2 separate regions of the Ovis aries genome follow, and region 2 is linked to region 1. The links are chromatin contacts, called in public Hi-C maps. All regions are on one chromosome and are shown on one strand. The core of a region is the stretch at or near the end of the contact, and the rest is flanking DNA. Distances in the headings are between cores, read along the strand shown.

Region 1 (7,608 bases), core at 2,952-5,451:
TGGGTCACCAGGCGCATCTTCCTTCGGGGTGGGCAGGGCCGGGGTGGCAGCAAGGTCGGGACTGTCACTCCGGGTGTCTGTGGCACAGGAGGCCACGTAGTGCTGGACCAGGCTCACCACATCTGGGAAGGCCAGGATGCGCGGCCTGGACAGGCAGTTGGAGTCCAGGCGGAAGCTGGAGTCGGCGTACTCAATGCGCACGTTGGTGGGCCCGCGGGTGGTCTTGACGGACAGTGTGAACAGGTAGCTGGGGTGGGTGCTGTCACGTACCAAGAAGGTGCCCTCTGGCATCTTCTGAAGGTGTTGCCGGGCCTCACTGGCTGTAATGGAACCCCAGTACCAGCCTAGGCAAGTGGACAGGAGAGGAACCAACTGGTCACAGTGGAAAGTAGCTGGGTGCACCAACCCAGGGAATGGCAGGGCTCAGCTTCTTCTCCTCACCTCTCCCTGGGGAGGGCTGGGGCCCTTCCCTCTGGTCAGACTCTTCTGGCCAAGGGCTTGCCTCTCAAATTAAACTCAACAGGCAGAGCTAATCTTCCCCAGTCAGACTTCCCAGGACAATTCCTCCGCCCTCCTCAGACTCACCAGATTCCCGAAGGTAGGAGAAGGTCTTGGCTATGCACAGCAGGTCCTCCTCGGGGTCCACCACCTTGGGCTCCCTCTCTGGCTGGCCTGGGGACTCCTCTACTGCCTCCTCCAGCAAGGCGCCAGCAGGCAAAGGTTGCATAACTGGTTGGGGCAGCTCCAGGGACTGGGCCCACAGGGGCCGCTGCCCAGTCTGCTCCACGGCCAGCAAAGGACAAGGTCTAGAAGGAGGTGCGTGGGCAGTGAGTGGAGACCCTGTGCTCTCTCCATTTCCAGAGAGCCCCTCTGCCCCAGACTGGCTACGTGACCTCTGGCGAGTCTTTCTCACTGTGAGCCCCCATTTCCCCTCTGCTCCGTCATGAGACTAGTATTCCACCTCCCACTTGTCAGCACAAAAGGCTCCCTTGATGACCTCCCCCACATATGAACCCCCTTCTGAAAGAGACTGTCCCACCCTCCTGCATTTATCAAAGAGCAATTATAGTTGGAGCCAGTATCCACGGGGAGATGGTTCCAGGAGATGGAACCTGTGGATGCTTGAGTCCCTTGTATGAATGGGGCAGTACAATGAATACACGGGCCCTCTGTATCCCCAGGTTTCACATCTGCAGGGACAAAGAGCCATCTGTAATCTCTCTTCTGTTTTGTACCAACCAAATCCATAGATCATTCCCTGTAGGCATCCCTAGTTCACAGTGGCCAGTTGGGGTTCCCACCATATAGACAGGATCCAGTGCAAAGAGGCCCCACAATGGTGCCCTCCTGGCAGAGGTGGCTGATTAAATGCATGGTCCTGGTTGAGCCAAGGGATGGGTCACATGCTACCTCCCCATGGACAACAGTGTCTGTCAGAGGGACCTTGCTCTACACTGGCCAGGCCTTAGAGGCTAGAATTATCTCCCCGAACAGGTCAGACTCCCATCCTGTTCTCTCCTCCTCCCAGCTGAGGGTCTCGGGTACACAGTGGCCTCTAAAGGCATTAAGTTCCACCTCCCATAAATATGAGCTCCCACCAAAGGGCAGGGTACTCATCCCACATTCCAGATCCCACTCTGACAAGCCTGCCCTACCAGACACCGTGATCTTTAGCAAACACTGCTCTTCACTAGAGGTCCACTTCCCTGCTGCCCCAGTGAGCGGTCATCCCAGCCCAGACACTGAGGGGTTGGGCCACACCATATTCTCAGATGACTAGAATTGGGTTGCTGAACCAGCCCCAGTCTGAGTAGTAGCTTCTCTTTAAGGGAAGCCCACCCAGTGCAGTGATCCTGGGGGTTCTTGGGAGTGAGCAGCATGGCCCTGGTTCCCGTGGAAGAGACTGCCAGTCCTTTCCCACTCGTCACAAAAGAAATCCTCGGATCTCAGTTCTGGGTCTGGTTCTCTGCCAGGCCTCAAGACATCAGGATCATGTAACCTTGGCCCCTGCCCTAAAGGAGTGCTCATAACCCAAAGTCATAAAAAAACAAAGGATGTTACAGGGGAGTCAGGGTCAGCCTGCTCCTGAGCTGAGTCTCAGGCCAGAGGAAGAAGCAGTGAAGGCACCACAGGCCGAGATGACGACATTGGGAAACACTGCCAGGTATTGTTTACGCGGCAGGAAGAGGTAGGCAGGAGCTGGCGGCAGGAGCCAGGGAGAGGAACCAGATCTGACCATGTAAGTTATAGATGACTCTTAGAAGATTTTAACAGATAGGGGCCAGCAACTGCTCGTGAGAAGAAGGGGCCATAAGACCCTGGCATACCATAGCCTGGTGACCCTTCTTCACTCCCACTCTGGCTGCACTGCGGGAGCTCTGGACTCCCTCTAGAAGAGCTGGAGGCTGAGATCCAAGCAACTGGCTGAGGGCCTCCCTACTGGGTCCCAGAGCTCAGCTCAGGCCAGGGAGCCTTCTAGGACTATAGAAGGTGGTTAGCCAATCAGACCAGATAGTCTCTGGGGGTGGCCATGTCCAAACAGCTTAGCATATGTGGGTGTAGGGACCTCTAGGGATGATGATATGATATCTGGATGTGTGAGCGGCTGTATTGGTCACCACAAGCTCCTGGTGAGTGACTATATATATCTGGGGAGGGGTGTGTCCACAGCTGTGTTATTGTGTCGTGGTGGCGGTGATGGCTGTGGTGCTCCAGGTGTAGGTGGCCAGTATGTGAGGGTGCCTGCTGCGCAGCCCAGCCTGTGCATTCTGTTTGGGGACATAAACTAGTGAAGCAAACTCAGCCCTGAGCAGGTAGCCCTCAGCAAAGCTGACACCCCAAACCTACAGGTGGGAATTCCTGCTCCCCGGCTCAGGAGAGCACTAGCTGGTCTTGCTCCCTGACAAGACCACTGGCCTGATGCACTGATATTCCAAGGGGGCCTTCAGCTGGAGCAAAGTGAGAGAGTGTGGGGCCCCAGAATTGGCTGGGGTCCTGTGAACCAAGGCAGGAGCGTGGGGGAAGGTGTCCGGGAGTCCCAAAGTGCAGAGAGGAGAAAGGGAGACGCTGGAGATGATCAGGGAGAAACTGAAGCAGGTACAGTCTTCCTAGCACCTCCAGGTGCTGGAAGCAGGACTGTTCAGAGCTGGGGGCACTTCAGCCTTGCCCCACCTTCCACCCTTCCTCACTTGCTACCATACCAGTTTTGATAACAGCAGTCACTGGGCCACCTAGTTCTCTCTGGCTGTGGAGCACCCACTCACATCTCCTTTCACTCACCCTGGAGCTTCTGAGCTCCTGTCAGATGAGTCTGGAGAGCATCAGACCCTTGGTTGAAGGGGACGCTGAGGTTCTGGTCAAAAGGAATGTGTTAAGAATGCTCAGCTGAAGCCAAGACTGTCTTATAAGCCTGCCCCCCCCCCCCCCCGCTGCCGCAAGTTTTTGGGAAACTTGGAGAAGGGAGGCAGGAGCCAAGGCACTTCTCACATTGGGATCCCATATCGGACTGAGAGTAGGGATGAGGCCATTGTGAGGGGGGCCTCAGACAGGGCTGGGTCAAGCCTAGTCTCTTCCAAGAGCTGCTTGTTCAGCAGGTGCCAACCTGGATAGAGGTAAGGATCTCGGATTGGTTTCCCAAGAAGAGCCTAACTGCGAGCCTGAGGCAGGAGAGTGGATGGCAGGACAGAAAGGGGCAAGGGCTGGCCCATGGTCACAGTAGGTTATTGGGCTGGCAGGCCAGGGTAGAGCGCTCCCGATCCAGAACGGCTGGGCAAGTGAGCCACGTCTGGGAGGAGGCGCTGCCTGAAGCGTCCACCTTTTCCAGCCAGAACCCAAGCTGTTTCCCCTGTGTTTCTCCTGTCGCTAGCTGACCCCCAGTTTCCGTACCCACAGTGCCAGTAGAGGTGGTGACGATGTTGTCACCTTTCTTTGTTATCACACTCCCGAGGTCTTTCTCCAATCAAGTCCTCTTAATACTCGGTGGCTAGCACGAGGCCAGTTCTCCGCCGCGTCCCGGCGCGGAGCTGGGCTGGGGCAGAGAGCCGCACTTACCCCTGAACGCAGAGGACCATGTCCCGGCAGCTGCAGCTGTTGCTCCGGAGCTGAGGCTCGGCCTGACGGCGGCGGGTGGAGTGAGCCAGTGGGCGCGGATCGCGCTCGCAGGGCAGGCTCCCGGGATGCACGGGCGGCGGGCCGGGACTGTGAGGTGGCTTCGCGGGCGCGCCGGGAGGGCGCGGGGGGCGGGCCTGGAGGACAGGGCGGGGCGAACAGCCTAATCTTTTGTCCTCTGTGTCCCAGCCCTTCCCGGAAGCGACGTCTTCCTAGAACCGCCGGCTGTGCTGTCTGGCGGCGAGGGGCGCGGGTGGGGGGCGCCGGCTCCCTTAGTCTGGGGCTGAGGGTCGCTAAAGGAAACACCTTTGACAGATTTCCAAGAACTTTCCAGGAAAATGGGGCGGGGCCCTGCGCGCCGACCAGTCGCAGTGCAGGAGGTGGGGCCGAGTGGTCAGGGAGGGCCAATTAGAGCGCTTGGATTCGAGGCTGACGTGAGCCAAGGGGGTTGGGCATGACTTAGAGACCAACCGGTGAAAACCAAGTTGAATAGGGCTAGGGAGAGGCCGGTGCTTTACCTACCTGAGCTCAGATTTCCTTCGGGGCACTCCGCTTCGTTAGCGACAGGCCCGCTTATCTCTGGATAGGACCGGTGGCAGCACGAGGGCGCGGCCACGGGTCTGTCCGCCCAGCTAGTGGCTCCTCCAAGGCGGTGTGCTGGTGTGCAGGCGCCCCCTATAGGCTGCACTCGGACCCCTGGACCCTGTGTGGGGAGGCGGGTGGCATGGGTTATGGTTTGGAGAGAAACATTAGGGGAAAAAAGGGATTCAGAGGGAGTATCCAGATCCAAGCAGGTTCACGGAGGTCAAGCCTGAGGCCACTGCAGCCAATAGGATCCAAGCGAGAAGGTTTCCCCTGGGAGTTGCGGAAGAAGGCACCATCCCAACCTTTGCACTCTGTGGGGCCATCCAGTCTCGGCCCTAAGCTGGCCTCTGGCCAGCCCTCCAATCAGGGAGGAAATGACTACCAACTTGAGGAGACAGGCAAGGATAAAGAGCCCCCAGCTCTCCTCACAGGACAGTTTAGATGTGTCTCTGGCTTGGTGGGCCCCCTAAAAATATGGGAGAGAGACCTGGAGCTCCAAACCCCCAGCGATAAACTGAAGCTAGGGGATAAAAGTAGAGCGGAGGAACAGTGACAGCCTCTCCCATCTACACGGAGCACCTGGTACGTGCGATCCTCAATAGCTGGTATTTCTCCCATTATTGCTGAGCCCCAGGGAACATCCCCTACCATTGATCCTTTCCACCTTTTCCCATTCACTGGACTCACCGAGAAGCATCCTTAAAGGGGCTGCTCACATATCCTCGAAGCCCGTGGGCCAGGAGATGAGAGAATTGGAGCAGTGGTAGGGTCCATCCCACCTTCCCAGTGTGTACCCCCCAAGTTCCCAGAAAAGAAGGTAAACTTCAGGTCCCCTAGCAGGGATGACAGGCTCCTGGCAGTGTCCAGAGGCATAAATGGTAGTATCCAGGCTTTCCCCAGGGCAGACAGGGCTGAGTTTGTCCTGCCTGGGAGGGGATGGAAGACTGAGGGATCCAAAAGCAAAAGGCCACGATGCAGGACAACATTACAAAAATAATTGGTTCATGTGAGAAATGACTTGATGAAACTCACTTCTCATGAAACCCAAGTTCCTGAAGGGAATTTGAACTTCAGTGTAGCCCCACTTCAGTTCAGTTCAGTCACTTAGTTGTGTCTGATTCTTTGCCAACCCATGGACTGCAGCACGCCAGGCTTCCCTGTCTATCACCAACTCCCGGAATTTGCTCAAACTCATGTCCATCAAGTCGGTGATGCCATCCAATCATCTCATCCTCTGTCGTCCTCTTCTCTTGCCTTCAATCTTGCCCAGCATCAGGGTTTTTTTTAAATGAGTCAGTTCTTTGCATCAGGTGGCCAAAGTATTGGAGTTTCAGCTTCAGCATCAGTCCTTCCAATGAATATTCATGACTGATTTCCTTTAGGATGGACTGGTTGGATCTCCTTGCTGTCCAAAGGACTCTCAAGAGTCTTCTCCAACACCATAGTTCAAACATCAACTCTTCGGTGCTCAGCTTTTTTTATGGTCCAACTCTCACATCCATCAACCCACTCCAGTATTCTTGCCTGGAGAATCCCATGGACGGAGAAGCCTGGTAGGCTACAGTCCACAGGGTCGCAAATAGTCGGACACGACTGAGCGACTTCACTTCACTTCACTCACATCCATACATGACCACTGGAAAAACCAAAGCTTTGGCTAGAAGGACCTTTGTTGGCAAAGTGATGTCTCTGTTTTTTAATATGCTATCTAGGTTGGTCATAACTTTTCTTCCAAGGAGCAAGCGTCTTTTAATTTCATGGCTGCAGTCACCATCTGCCGTGATTTTGGAGCTCCCCAACAATAGTGTCTGTCACTGTTTCCATCATTCCCCCATCTATTTGCCATGAAGTGATGGGACCAGATGCCATGATCTTAGTTTTCTGAATGTTGAACTTTAAGCCAACTTTTTAACTCTCCTCTTTCACTTTCATCAGGAGGCTCTTTAGTTCTTGTGGTGTCATCTGCATATCTGAGGTTAGTGACATTTCTCCCGGCAATCTTGATTTCAGCTTGTGCTTCATCCAGTCCAGCATTTCTCATGACGTACTATGCATACAAGTTTAATAAGCAGGGTGAAAATATATAGACTTGATGTACTCCTTTCCTGATTTGGAACCAGTGTGTTGTTCCATGTCTAGTTCTAACTGTTGCTTCTTGACTTGCATACAGATTTCTCAAGAGGCAGGTCAGGTGGTCTGGTATTCCCATCTCTTTCAGAATTGTCCACAGCTTGTTGTGATCCACACAATCAAAGGCTTTGGCATAGTCAATAAAGCAGAAGTAGATGTTTTTCTGGAACTCTCTCAATTTTTCTATGATCCAGCGGATGTTGGCAATTTGATCTCTGGTTCCTCTGCCTTTTTCTAAATACAGCTTGAACATCAGGAAGTTCACAGTTTACGTACTATTGAAGCCTGGCTTGGAGAATTTTGAGCATAACTTTGCTAGCGTGTGAGATGAATGCAATTGTTTGGTAGTTTGAACATGCTTTGGCATTGATTTTCTTTGGGATTGGAATGAAAACTGAACTTTTCCAGACCTGTGGCCACTGATGAATTTTCCAAATTTGCTGGCATATTGAGTGCAGCACTTTCACAGCATCATCTTTTAGTATTTGAAATTTAGTATTTGCAATAGCTAAACTGGAATTCCATCACTTCCACTTGGCTTCACATTCCAGGAATGCATCTGGCTCTAGATGAGTGATCGTGCTTATCCAGGTCATGAAGATCTTTTTCGTATAGTTCTTCTGTGTATTCTTGCCACCTCTTCTAAATATCTTCTGCTTCCATCATGTCCATAACATTTCTGTCCTTTATTGTGCCCATCTTTGCATAAAATATTCATGAAGGGATCTCTAGTCTTTCCCATTCTATTGTTTTCCTCTGTTCTTTGCGTTGATCACTGAGGAAGGC
Region 2 (7,608 bases), core at 2,515-5,014, 240 kb before region 1:
GACCCAAAAGCTGTAGAGCACTCCCTCCATAGTTTGGACACCTTCAGGCTGAGAATGCTGGGTGCCCACCAGGCTGCCCCTAGGCCAGCCCGACATGGTTCTGAGGATGGTGCCTAAGGCTAGGCAGAACTGCGACCCAGGGCAGATCCCTGGACGCATGAATTTCTGCTGGGCACCAGCATCACACTGAAGGCATAACTTCTCCCCATCTCCTTGTCAGGAGTGTTGTGAACCCCCTGGCAAGGGTCTGTGGGGAGGTTTGGAACTTGAGTCCTTGCCTTGGCTCTCAGCCTGGGAAAGCAGGGCCAACTTGGGTTAGCTCACCCCTCCTAACTGACTCTTAGCATTGGCTTTCCCAGAAGAACCCCCAACACCACCAAGACCTGGGTTAGAGCAGGAACACATAGTTTCCTAGCGGGAAGAGAGGAAGGAAAAACAGCCCATGTGGGTAGGGCACAGGCCAGGCCTGGTTCCACTGGGCAGACCCCTGGAGACCCCACCCTGAAGGGAAGTGGGGAAGTTCGCTAAAAGAAGGTATATACAAGGACCTGGGACCCTGCCCATCAGGAGGTGGGCTGCTCATGCTGCCAGGGAGCACTCCTCATAGTGGTCACTGTGGACCCCTTCTGCCACCAGCATGGGAGACCCATATAGCCTTCCATGTTCCAGAAGAAAACCAAAATCTCCACCATGCCAGGGGACATGACAGGAGGAGCAACAAGAAGACAGGCACGCAAAGCCCCAGCACTCCACCCTGTCCTTCAGCCTGGCATCATGGCAAGTTGGCACAGACAGAACAGTCCTTCCCTCTACTACCCAGGCTCCCATTCTGGAGACTGCCTTGCCAATTCTGTTTAAAACCTGCCGAGGTAGTGGCATGCTCATCACTCCGTCACAAGGGTCAAAGAAGGGAAACCCTGCTCCCACTATTACTGGCTCTTTGGGGCAGGGAGTGTGGCATGCAGCAAGAGATCAAACTGCTTGGTAAAGTGACCCCTATCCCGAAGCAAGGTAACAACCACAAGGCTATGCCAGGAACCCCCTTCCTGACACCACACCCCAACATGCCTCCCACTGTCCAGTTTCTTGGGGCTGTGAAGTTTTTTCGAATGTCCAGCCAACCCTAACAATCCAAGATTTCTCACTAGAGGAGGGGCCACCACTGTGGACTGGGATCACCCGAACATCTCTGAGAACAGTTCAGTTTCCACTAGGCCCAGCCCTTCTGGCTGCATCTCCTCCACCAGTTAAGGTTAAAGATTAATAAAGAACTCAGTCTCTAGGATTGAGAGCCACGGAGACACAAACTGTAAGGCCCACAATCAAGCTCTGTGGCATGCCATGTGTACTAACACCTGGCACCTTGGGCCACAGTAATCTGGCCTTCTCTAGTTGGAAACTCCTTCAGGAGAGGGGTGTGTCCCACACGCCAAAGCCCCAGTGGAGAGGAAGCACTGGAACAAGTCCAGCTGAATTTGTAAAGTTGCCTGCTAAGAACTCATCTCACAGGTATGCAAAAGCAGAAGCCTTTTACAAATGCACAGAGTTGGAACAGAACCTGCTCTAGATTTCACAATTCAAGTAATTGCATAAAAAAACAAAAACGCAAACAACAACAAAAACCACTCAAGAATAATGTTAGAAACAGAGCTGTGCCCACTCTGGTGAGTCCATAGGCCTGGGAGAGAGAAAGAAATGGATTAAAAAAAGATCTGTCTTGCCCTGGCCAAGGTGCAGTAAGTGAATAATTCAGCTGAGACTCCTGATGGTGCAGATGGCTTGGTTTACAGATAATGAAAAGGCTGTCTCCATTCCCTGGTGTGGTCAGCAGGCTCCCTCGGTGGGTCACGTGGCTGTCCCCTGGGTTTGGTGACACATGCCTGCCAGAGTCGGTGTACATGGGCCAGTGGTTGTCTAAGTCTAGTTATACCCCAGGCTTCCCTGTTAATAAATAAGCTGCAAAGAAGCACGACATCTGAATTTAAGGCCCAGGAAGAGGGTGGAGTCCAGCACTTGGAAACTGGGGTGGCCCCAACCACCTCAGAAGGATCCCAGGTCTCCTTCCCTGTCCCTCTCTCACAGGGGAAAAAGGACCAGCGGGTTGCTTCTGGCTCCCACAGGACCAGTGTCAAGAATGCCAAGATTCTGAGACAAGGCCAGGCTTATATGTACCTGGCTCTCCACTAGTCCTCACACAGTTCAAAAGGAAGCAGGGCGTTTCTTGAAACTTAAGCACCCTGAGTGGTGAGAAAGACAACTTTTACTCCCTAATTTTGGAAAGCAACGTATGCAGCCCAGATACCGAAGTGTTGAGATCAAGGCCACAAACTGGATTTTCTCTGAGTCTGCCCCCAACATCTTACTGTAAGCCTGCATACAGCTGCCAGCCTACATACAGCAAGCAAGCACCTCAAAAGATGGAATGTGACCTGATCTGTAAGATTCTCCTAGCTCAACAAGGTTTTGGAAGATTTCACAGTACCTTCTCCGCTCTGCATCTTGAGGGTCTGTGCCTGGGAGGCTGATGGTAATGGAGGATGGGGCGCCCACATCATAGCGCTTCACTGTCTTCTGGCATATCTTTACTTTGACCAGGAGGCCATGCACCAGGTTTGCCAGCAGGCTCACCACAGGCTGCAGGATCTCGGGGAAGAAGGTGGCGAAAGCAAAGTGGTCGGCCATGTCCCCTCGGCCTCGGCTATGGCGCTGGTAGAAGCGAAGATACACCCAACTGGAGATCAGCCCAAAGCCATAGGAGGCCAGTGCCGGGCTCTGGAGCAGTGTGGCCAGCCGCAGCAGCAGCAGCAGCCCCAACAGCAGCATGGGCACCACACTGACACGCACCTGGGGCACTCGCAGGACCACACAGTCCCCCATGGTTTGCTTGAGTGCCACCAGGACACCACCTAGGAAGCCCAGGGCGCCGTGGATGCGGACAGTGAAAAGGTAGACCAAGTTGAAGGAAGCCATGTAGGTGAGGAGGTAGGCGAAGGCCCCCAGTAGCCCCACAGACACGTTCACCACTGAGAAGAAGATGAGCAGCTCCAAGGCCCCCCAGAGGGGCTCCAGCAAACGTCCAGCTACCACTACGGTGGCCAGGCTGATGGCCACATCCCACACATGCTGTTCCATCAACCCATGGGTAGCCAGGGTCCAGATCCAGAAGTTGGGCGGAAAGAGGTAGCCTGGGGTGACCGCCAGGCAGCCCGTGTCCACGGCGAAGGACAGCAGATACAGAAATAGTACCGCCGCGCACAGAGCCTTCACCACCACACTGGCGCTGGACAGAATGGCCCCCAAGTGTTGGCGGGCGCCCGGTAGGGCGCGCTGCATCTTCTTCGCGGGCGTTGGCCTGAGGGAAGGGTTTAGTGGGCTAGGGGCCTCCCCGGGGCCTCTTCCCAGTCCGGCCCCGACGGGAGGCCCGGGCCCGACCTAGTCACTGGCCTATGGCCCCGGTGAAGGCTTCTACTTCCGGTCGGGTCGACTCCGGTCCCAAAGGGCAGAGCCGGGCCTGGTCGGTCGCGGGGCCGGGGCCTAGGCCCCTCGACGGGGAATCTGAGGAAAGGCCCCGAGCAGCTTAGGCACCACCGCCTGCCCGCCCGCCCTGTGTGGCCACAGCGCCGACCGGGCTGGCGGTGATCTCAGGGCTCGATCTCCTCCATCCACTCTGGGGCCTCTTACGGTCCGCGCGGCGCGGAGACTAGTTCTGGGCCGGAGTCAAGTCTGGTCAGCTCCGCCTCGGCCTCGGTCTCGGTTTCGACAGTACCTCCTCCCTTCTCAGGCGCCGACAAACAGGGCGCTGCGCCTGCGCGCCCCCGACGGAGGCAGGAAGCCCTCTGAGCGTCGGCCTTGCGGCTCCGCGGCATGCTGGGACATGAAGTCCTCGGCCACACTGGGACCTGCGGCGATCAGGGCTCTGGGTAGAACAAGTCCCAGGAGGCTGTGCGGCGGGAGAGGCGGGTGTGCTTGGGAGTTGTAGTGCTCAGGACCGTGGTCGCCGGTTCTCCAGACGTGGGGGGAAGGCGAATGACCTCTGGAGAGCCGCGAGAACCAGCGGCTGCACAGCTGCACGCCATGCACTTTCTGAATTTCCCGGGAGGCGTGGCTCCATGTCTGACCGTACATCTGAGTGGGTGTGTCCTTGTAGGCAGGTGTGCGAGTTAAGAATGTTGGATGACCGGGCGCGAACTCCTGGAACTTCCACGGTCGGGTGTATGCCTGACCCAGGTTGGAATTCTTGCTCTGTCATCTGACGGATGCGTGGCATTGGCCAAATTCCCGAACTTTATTGAAACTCAGTTTCATGGACCGTTGAATGGAGATGATGACGGGACCTACCGTGAGGATCCAAGGGGACTGGGATGTAAAATGCAGTCCACCCTGGTTGCTCAGCGAGTGTGCTGCCCATGCTGCCCTTGTGTACAAGTGAGGTGGAGCCCACACTTGAACTCCGGTCTCCAGCCCCAAAAGGGGTGAGGCAGGACCTCTCTCAATGACTCTTCCTCACCCAGTCAATGGATGATCCTGATGGAGAGGTCTCTCCACACAAACTTGAATCAGGCTGGCCTTGGACCCCTGTCTCACTGCAGTGGTGGCTTCAAGCAGCCACCTGAAGCTACCTGTGCAAAACTGGATTTTTAAAATGTGCATATAATTAATTATGTAACAAAGCACATTTTAAAAGTACAGAATCCCTTCCTTTCCACCAGCAGTACAACTGCTGATGTGTGCATAGTCTTCCAAATCACACGTGTTGCTATGCCTTAACTTTGGGGTCTGGGTTCCCGCTGGATGCTACGCAGGGGTAGGGTTGCTAGATTTAGCAAATCAAAATACAGGCCAATGAGATTTGAATTTCAGATAAACAATTTTTTCAGGATACATGTGACTCCAATTTTTATAGTTATGTCCCATGCAATGTTGGGAACATACTAAAAAATATTAATTATCTGAAATCCCAGTCAGATTAGATGTTCTGTATTTCACATGGCAGATCTAACCCAGGACCTCTGGGGCTGTTGCCGAGCATGGGAGCTGTCTCAGGGACTGCTAGTCTTTGCTATGTGGCCAACCATTGTGGAGGGTGAGGAAAGGTGTCTTCACTAACGCCTCGAATGCCTCCTTTCATTTATTTAGCATCCGAGGTTCCTCAGCCACAGGCAACCTCATCTTAGAAACCTTTGGTGGTTTCTTGCATCTGGGAGGAAGGATTTCTCCTAAGTCTCAATTTGCTCACCAGAAGTATGGAGATAAACTGGTATCTAACTCTTAAGGTTGTGGTGAGGACTCAGCTGGGTGAGTGCAGAGTATGGAATGTGTACAGTTAAGTGTCAGTGGAAAACCTCTGCACTGGTGGTTGTCTTTCCCCTTGAACACAAAGGTTGCACAGTAGGGTTCACTAGTAAGAGTTAGGATTAAAATGAACAAGGGTGTAGGGCTTGCCAGAGGGAGGCCTGAGAGGATTTGCTGAAAAGTATTCAGAGCTGTGTTCTAGTGTGAGCAGCAGTGGCCAGAGAGGCCCAGGCCTCCGCTGGGCTGGGAAGGAGCACCCATCATGCTTGCAGGGGGTAGGCAGAACTTGGCTTCCTCCAGACAGCCAAAGTGGCCCTCCAACACCAGGCCATGGACTTGGACTGGGTATTCACTTTTCATTCCACGTGGAGGACCTGCTCACTAGGCCCCAGTCTGATCCCATTGGCCAGAAGCTTGCGTCTCATCTCCATCTTCTTTCTTCCATGGTCTTGGCCTTGAGCCTCTGGGAAACTTTTTTTTCTTTAAAGAGTTTTTCCTGAAGGCTTTTGAGATGATTATAGAAGACAAAGGATGTCAAGGATCTGGCACTTAGGAGACCTGAGAAGCATCAGGCCTTCCACCCACCAGAGACCTGGATTGGTATGGCTTCACTCCCAAATGAGTGGTAAGTGCTCAGGGCCACCTATCTTCAAGCCACCCAATCCTCACTCCAGGCAGACACAGTGTATGGGAACCATTTGAAGTGAAAATATGAACATTATTTAATAACTGATCTTCTGTAATAAACCATTTGAAAATATTTTACAAGGAATCACACACACAGTATTTTACAAAGTTTCTTGACTTTTTTGTCGCTGTTGTTTTTCCGACTTGTCTGTACAAAATAGAACAACCAAAAAAAAGGGCAGATAAAAGGAAATGGCCCCCCAGTCCCCCCCAGATCCCCCGAGCCCGAGGTGAGGGGACAGCCAGGTCAGGTGGGTGATGAGAAGGATCAGACCCAGCCGGGGGTTGGACAACTACCTGATGGGGATTGTTTTGTCTGCTTTTCTTTTTTAAACTTAAAATATATATTAATTTTTCTGTATATGTTTGATTCTTTTTTATTTTTATATTCTCCATTGAGCACCTGACTACACTACAGTTACACACACGCCCCCACAAGACATGGCTGGCGTCTAGGCTGGGTGTACAGCATGGGTGCCCACCCTGGCACCAGCAGCAGGCATGGACCATACATACACACACTGAGAAAGCGACAAGCAACGTAACATTAATTAACGGAGCCATTAATTAATGCATCACCCTCCCCCCTCCTCCCAGTCCATCTGAGCCCCACGGCCACATCCCCCTGCCCTCAGTCCCCCAATGGCCCCCAGGCTGGGACGCCTTTGAGGGAAATGACCAGAATGAACGGTGTGAAGAGATGTTCCCAGGCCCAGCCTCTGTGTGTGCACAGAGTGTGTATATGTGTGTGCATATGTGCAAATGTGTGTTCAGGGAGGAGCAGTTTGGCCAGGGAGTGTGTGTGTGTAAGAGGGAAAGATAGGCCTGAGTGTGTAAGGGCCAGATTGGGGGTGGGATGATCCAGCTAGGAGTGATCAAGTCACCGCCACTAAGGCAAAGGGCGATGTCTGGTGAGAGTTCCTCTGCTGAGGGGTGCAGGCAGTGGCATGTGGTCCCCCTGGGGGCCTGACACTAGTGAGAAATGGTTACAATGAGCACCTGGCAGGGTCACGGGCATTTAGGGGACACTGGCGGCAAAGTTGGGACAGAGGGATCTTCCCTCTTTGCCCCAGCATTTGGCACTGTTTGACATTCAGCTTTAGAGACAGAGGACCAGCTGGGTTACAGGTTAGATTAGAGGGTGACGGTGAGCAGGAGATGGAGCCTGCATGTGCCAACCCTCCCACCAACCCCTCACCCTGTGTAAGGCTTTGTGAGCCCCTACCCTCACCCCGCTCCATGGTGTGTGTGTCTGTGTTTGTGTGTGTGTTCTCCTGGGTATGTCTAACATGAGTCCAGTTTCTGCCCTCAGGGCTCCAGTTGTGTATGGGGTTGTGTCTTAGCCAGTGTCTCTGTCACTGTCCTGCTACCTGCAGGGCTTGGGGAGGGATGGCTGTAGGCCTGAGAGAGGCAGGAGCTCACTGGGGGCTCTCCTGCCAGGACTTAAGCTGGGATGATGCACAGGCCTCAAACTGCCCATCACCATTTCCTCTATTATTCCCCGGGAATATAGATTTAGTCCTGGGTGGGGTAGAAGGGACAGGTTAGAGGAGTCCAGGTGGGGCAAGGCCTAGGTCTCCCACACAAAGGGAGCCCCAGGGCAGGGCGGGCAGTGGAGGCCTGGTTTGG

What was found. Hi-C and Micro-C count contacts between places; a contact is called where the count stands out from the background.
Region 2: a Hi-C map of blood shows a contact between it and region 1, with 3 times the contacts expected there. The contact joins the promoter of TMEM115 here to the promoter of CISH in region 1. A contact is called at or near these places in 2 of 16 Hi-C or Micro-C datasets (blood and mixed tissues).

What each region holds. Positions count from the first base shown.
Region 1 is chr19:49,799,921-49,807,528 of ARS-UI_Ramb_v3.0, reverse strand. It overlaps CISH (cytokine inducible SH2 containing protein), which reads right to left and starts at 4,201. Exons shown (of 3, transcript XM_004018434.4): 1 at 4,051-4,201; 2 at 586-806; 3 at 1-344. The coding sequence starts at 4,070.
Region 2 is chr19:50,037,659-50,045,266 of ARS-UI_Ramb_v3.0, reverse strand. TMEM115 (transmembrane protein 115) reads right to left here and starts at 3,764. Exons shown (of 2, transcript XM_004018437.6): 1 at 2,483-3,764. The coding sequence starts at 3,333. CACNA2D2 (calcium voltage-gated channel auxiliary subunit alpha2delta 2) reads right to left here. Exons shown (of 38, transcript XM_060402529.1): 38 at 5,990-7,608.